2 separate regions of the Mus musculus genome follow, and region 1 is linked to region 2. Evidence: chromatin contacts called from public Hi-C data. All regions are on one chromosome and are shown on one strand. The core of a region is the stretch at or near the end of the contact, and the rest is flanking DNA. Distances in the headings are between cores, read along the strand shown.

The links. Hi-C and Micro-C count contacts between places; a contact is called where the count stands out from the background.
Region 1: a Hi-C map of CD8 T cells shows a contact between it and region 2, with 2.0 times the contacts expected there. The contact joins two enhancer-like sites. A contact is called at or near these places in 1 of 484 Hi-C or Micro-C datasets (CD8 T cells) and 1 of 115 datasets of contacts at active chromatin or transcription factors (embryonic stem cells).

Annotation. Positions count from the first base shown.
Region 1 is chr16:95,340,107-95,343,232 of GRCm38.p6, reverse strand. No RefSeq gene overlaps it. Among named protein-coding and RNA genes, the nearest start is that of Gm31641, 82 kb to the right of the region's middle. Within about 2 kb of position 1,627, at least 55 of the 459 cell types and tissues checked have an H3K27ac peak or open chromatin away from gene starts, as enhancers often do. A contact at or near this core is called in CD8 T cells, where this site is marked.
Region 2 is chr16:95,167,051-95,170,208 of GRCm38.p6, reverse strand. No RefSeq gene overlaps it. Among named protein-coding and RNA genes, the nearest start is that of Gm31754, 72 kb to the left of the region's middle. Within about 2 kb of position 1,693, at least 19 of the 459 cell types and tissues checked have an H3K27ac peak or open chromatin away from gene starts, as enhancers often do. A contact at or near this core is called in CD8 T cells, where this site is marked.

The DNA.
Region 1 (3,126 bases), core at 378-2,877, 170 kb before region 2:
CCCAGATGGTGATGAAGATGGAACGTAGCCTAGCGCCCCTGCATTTTGTCTTCCGGAGCGGCGTTCACACACCCCAGCGGCGAGGCGGAACATGGACCCACATCTCCACTATATCACTGGGCTTTCCCTATGGGACTTGCTACTCCACTGAATAACAGGGCAGAGGGGCAGTCTCTGAGGGGAAGAGAGCCAGCCCAAGTGGCCCAGTGGTGCTGCCCTCAGGGTTTCCAGTAATAGCAGAGACCAATTCTTTGATGCCCTCAGGAAGAGCATGATGGCAAGACATCTCTGTGGTCACAGACTTGTGGTTCTTCACAAAGCGTGGGTCTGGACTCCCAGCATCCTTCAGTCTGTGTAGGTTCATTCTCTATTGCTCCATCAGACGCCTGCAATTTTAAAGGGCTGATTTCTCTGAGTGAGAGAGTGCGGGTAGAAAGGAGACCTTCGCGTAGTAGAGCACCGTGAAGCTGCGGTGTGACGCTCTCCCACAGAGCCTATTTCCCTGTTTGGATAACGGCAATTTATTATTCCATTGCCTTTAAAGATGGAGTCCATCATTCCGATTAATTTAACTGGGGAAATGTATGCATGTGATCTAATGGAGCAAACAGGCATGGGGAATGATTTTAGTCAGACTGCCCGGAATGGTCTTATTTTAACACAGTACATAATGGCCTCTGCTCACTTAGTAGCCAATTGTTAAACGAGGTGGCCAAGGAAACTGAGTCTGGCCAGGCAGAGAAGAGGCTGGTCCTATCTCTAGTTCTGCTGTAGGCTCCACCCTTGCTCCCAGGTGCCCCCAGCTGAGTCTGAAAATAGGGTCCTGGTTTCTGGGTGTCTGACTATTCCGGGTGGCTTCTGCAGTCAGCCTTGTTATGGACAAGGAAACTGAGGCGACAGGGACTCTCACCTGCCTAAGTCACCACGTCGAAACAGAACATTGACTGGAGGTGGAGTTCTCAGTTCCGGGGCCAGCACCTAACTGCCTTGCCACAGAGCTTTGAACAGTCTGTGAGATGAAAGGGCCCTCTACTGGAAGGGGGAGCATAAAACACTCACAGAGTCCTCACTATAGAGGCTGCGCTTAATCAGACAGTCAGGGAAAGGCTTGCATTGGGAAACAGAAGGAAGACACGCAAAACCCCGGTAAAGAGTGATTACCAGAGGCTGAGATAGAATACATACAGAATTAAAGCACTAGCTCAGTATGCGTAAGACTCTGGCTATATCCCAGGAGGTACAGGAATATAAGAGGAAAAACTGCAGGTAAGGTAGCTCGTGCCTGTTGATCCCAGCATTTGGGCAATGGAAGCAGGGGTATCAGGAGTTCAAGGTCACCCTCTGCTACACAGCAAATTCCAGGTCAGCCTGGCTGGAAAAACTAAGAGTGAGAGGAGATTGGAAAATGACAGAGGAAAAGAAAAGAAAACTGTTAGAGCCTTGAGGTTCCAAGATTGGCGCAAGACACACTATGCCTGCCGGAAACCAGCTTTCTTCCACGGGGACGTCAATACCGCGATGTTCCAGAAGGTGGTGCCAGTGTTTCCTAAACCAGCTCAGCACCTCCGGTAGCACTCTTTACCCTTATCCCATCCTTTGTGGGTAGCTTTGGTTTTAAACAGAAAAAGCCTTCGCCTCAACCCCAGGCTGTGGGGAAAACACGCCCTCTGCTGGCGGACTCAGACCGTGTGTGTGTGTGTGTGTGTGTGTGTGTGTGTGTGTGTGCGCGCGCGCGCGCGTACAGTGCACCCAAGCTGTGCTTTGACAGGAGGATCTGGAGACAGGGAGGTTGAAGGGAACCCAGACCTGGGAGCAAGCCCAACTTCTCTCAGCCAAGGCTCTCTGAATAGATGGTTGTTATTTTAGTCCCTACTGCACAGGCCAGAAATGAAGCTCAGACAGGACGCAGCCTGCTAAGGTGGCAGGCCCATCCAGAGCGAGGCTGGCAAGCCTGGTCTTCCCAGCCTGCTGTCAACAACCCACAAAGCTCCTTGTGTACCCAGTAGTCAGTGCGTTCAGAATGTCACCAGAGGGGGATGACGGAAAAATCCCAGTGCTAATTTGTCTTCGTAGTGTTTGCTTTTGTCCTGAAGGCGGAAGCTGATCCTATTAATTGAGGGTTTCAATTAGTTGCACTCAGGCTAACTCTAGGTTTAGTGCGATCCCTTCCCCTTCCCGATCCCCCAGTGACGAAGTGCCTGTAATCTCCGAGGCTTAATATCCTTTACAGGAACTGTGAATAAGCTTGAGTTTTAGGAAGAGGAAGGCAGTGAAAAAGGAGGCCTCTCATTCCAAGGTCCTTAGTCCCACCCTGCAGTGTCATCCACTGGCTAAAGCTTTAGATGTTAAAGATCAGGCTGAACGTGAAATCTGTCTCTCTGTCTCTGTGTCTCTCTCTCCTCCCTCTCTCTCTCTCTCCTCTCTCTCTTTCTCTCTTTCTCTCTGTTTCTCTTTGTATCTCTCCTCTCTTCTCTCTCTTTCTGTCTCTCGCTTTCTCTGTGTGTCTCTCTGTCTGTCTCTGTCTCTCTGTGTGTCTTTCTCTCTCTTTTCCCTTTCTCGCTGTATCTTGCTGTCTCTGTCGCTCTCTGTGTCTCTCTGTCTCTCTCATCTCTTCTCTCTCCTTTCTCTCTTTCTCTCTCTGTCTCTGGCTCTCTGTCTGTCTCTGCATCTCTCTCATCTCTGTGTGTCTCGCTGTCTCTGCCTTTCTGTATCTCTCTCCTCTTTTCTCTCCCTGTCACATCCTACTTCCCCAGTCTCCCACTCTCTCTTCTCTCTATCCCTTTGTCCATTCCTTCCATCTTAATCTCTTTCCCTCACTGCCTCCTTCTGTCTTCTCTGCATCCTTTTATTTCTTTACCTCTTCCTTCTTCCTAAACTCCTGTGTTCTCCTTTCTCTTCTTTCTCCCATTTCTCTCCTTTCTTCTTCTCCCCTCCTTTCTTCCTTCCTTTGTTTCTCTCTTCCCTCTGTCTGTCTGTCTTTTTTTCTCCAAGGTACTGACTGGTAGGGAAGGTACAGTTACCACAGCTGACACCGAGGAGACCAAAGATTCTTAGAGTTTAATGTGCCCTGAAGGAAGTAGCTTTAAGATCTTATAAAAGACAGACTCGGGTGTGGGCCCAGGGTGA
Region 2 (3,158 bases), core at 444-2,943:
CTATTTGCTTTTCTCAATAAAGGGAGATGTTATACTTAGCAATGGAGCCCTCCACAACCTTAGGCCCCACAGACCATCAGCATCCAGATGTGCCTCACTACGCTTCAAACTCCTTAACTTCTATGTGGATATATAAAAAGTCAGCTGTCCAAGGACACACTAGGCTGTTACATGAGATGGAGGGTAGCCCAGGATCCATGAGACCTTGTCTCAAAAACTAACAAAATTTTTTTTTAAAAAATGGCTTGGTAGCTTATGCCTATAATTGTACCACTCAGAAAGCAGAGGCCGTTGTGTGGTCTATTGTGAGTCTGAGTTCAAGGTCAGCCTAGGCTACAGATAAAGAGGCCCTATCTCAAAAAACAAAAATGAAAAGAAAGAAAAGAATGAAGTACCCACATAGACACATACACACAAACACACACATGCACACAGATGCACATGCACGTACATTTTACCTGACCGCTGAGAAGCTGTGTGCTCAAAGATACAACACACATGTCTGTCACTATTTATCCCATCTCCTCCTGACCTTGTGGATCACAGCTCCAGACAGACTGTGATGGACCAAAGCCTTCCAGATACACAGGGACCCTCAGCCCAGTCATGCTGAGATCTGGCATTCCTATACCTTTACTCCAGACAGGTTGTCAGGAAGACACTTGAGCCACACAGAGATGCTGCTGGTACCACACCTGGCCTCCATTTCCAGCAAGGAGTACCAAGGTCATGACTACAGATTTACCATCTGGTGAATCTGGCAAAGAAAGCTTCCTGTGACTCCAGGTGACTAGAAACTGAGCCAGAAGAACCACATACCATATTCCTGGTTTGGCTCTAAGCTCAGAACTCAGCATCATCAACGGAGCTGAAAGAAATGGAAACCCTCTGTCCCTCCCCGTACAAGGACAGAACCATCCTTCCTATAGAGACAAGCTATCTGAGTTCACTGTCCAGGTCTCTGTCTGTGATCAGTCTGGCACACAAACATAAATTATGGGTCTCACCAGTGGACTCTGGACACAGTAATTAGGAAAATTTATACAAAGACACCAAGGTGACAATTTTAAGGAGTTCCTCAGAAAACTCTCAGTCTGCCCAGCTGAGGAGGACACAGGTAACGACCTGTTTGGCGACATTAGTTCAAGTATCTTCAGTCTGAGGTGCTCATTTCCAGCTCTCAGCCAGAGAGAAAATGAGATTTAAACAGTATTTAGTGAGGAGGAGGAGGAGCCTCCCCTCAGGTCCAGAGGAAAACATACAGAGAGATGAGCAGCCCAGAGGAGCCATGAGAAACAATAGCCCAGTATGTGATGGGAAAGCAAGGTGTCTTAATCCCCAGGTAGCTTTGGCAGAGTAAGAGGTATTAGATAATTTTAGGAGAGCCGAAGATATTTAAAAAGAACACCCCACATTTTCAGCAAGTATGGGGTGTATTTAAAGATCAAAGCCACTTCCTGGGCTCAAAATATCTCTCTCCACATTCTTGGACTTCCCTCCAGTGTTTGAGGGCCCTTTCCTCGGCGTCAGACCAGCAGTGAGCACACAGTGCAGGATGCCATGGTGGTCCAGGATGAAAGAAGTTAAGGGTCTGGAAGCAGGAACTGTATCTGAAAGCCACTGGGGCCACCAGGTTCAAGAACTCCGCAGAACTGTGGTCAGGAAGTGCCACCACCTTTGTGACTTAGAGTGAGATCTCAGTGAAGACACTCACGGCGGTTTCTTCTGGAGGCCCTGGGGGAGAACCAGTTCCTGCCTCTCCTAGCTTCTGGTGTTTGCCAGTAACATTCACATTTCTTGGCGTGCAGAGACATCCCTTGGTTCTGCGGCTCAGCCAGCCCTAACACCTCCCCCAACCCCTTCCAATACGACTCCAAACCTGGCCCCTTGATAAAGGCACTAGGATCCTGTCTGGACGCAGTGAGTCAGGCGTGACCTCATCCTCCTAATGGAGCTGTGTCTACAGAGGTCCCATTGCCAAATAAGGAACCGTTTATGACCACAGAGGCCTGGGGTTGGGACAAATCTTTTTTGGTGGTGAGATTCAGCTCACAGCTCTGGATGTGTGATCTAAGCAAGGATGTCGGGAAGGAGAGAAGAGATGGGAGGATGTGACAAGTTATTCTGAGGACAGAGTCGACCATCCCTCTCAATAAAACTTTGAATGATGGCGAAAAGAAATGACGTCTGCTAGTTCTGAGATTCATTATATTTATAAATGAGAAAATCGTGCAGTCTACCCGGCAAACATTCTCACGACTGCCATGGTAGCTGTGTGCCAGTTCATGTCAGGAGAGACACCAGCCTACCTCAAATGTAGCCTCCATATGTAAAAGTTCCAATAAGTCCTCACAAGCGAGAGAGTGGGGCGTGAGGAAGGAAGGGGAGACATGAAAGTAGAGAGGAAAGGAGAAAGAAAGGACAGCTAGGGGAGATTTAGACACTTCTATATCTGATTCTAGGGGGTCCACTGAGACCCACATGTCAAGCATCCCTAGAGCGTCTGGACGTTTGAATCAGTGGGAAGATCCATCATCGAAAGCACTGAGAGCCATTGAGGGTCTCAATCGAACAACACACTACTCAGGTGTGTGTGGAGGTAATTCTCCCATTGCTAACATCTGACCCGAGACACTAGAGCTCCCAGTTCTCAACCTTCAGACTGAAGGATTTACACCACAAAGCTCCCTGCTTCTTGAGCCTTCAGACATAGATTTAATTATACAGCAGATTTACTGGGTCTCAAGTTCCCAGATAGCAGATGGGAAGTCTCTTGCTCCCCCTTGGCATGAGCCAGCTCTTATGTTCTCTTGGTTTCCTCATGCTGCTGCAATACATACAACACTTGAGGCTGGTACGTCATGATCAACCTTCTTTCACTTCTCATCGCTCTGGAGCCGGAGTTGGCCAGTGTCAGCTCACTGACAAGCTTGGGTTTTAGTGGGGTTTGCTGCACCTGGGTTGTCTTCTTTTTGGTGACATCCTCACCTGAGGAAATGATTTGTTTATTATTTATTTACATTTCTATCTATTAAAAACAATAAAGTGTCACATGCATTGTTTTCCAAGAACTGTCTGGAGATAAATTGCTAGATCGCAGGAAGCTATCTCACATCCATTTGGAATCTGGCAGGTAAGTGGGTGAGATGAATTGTGAT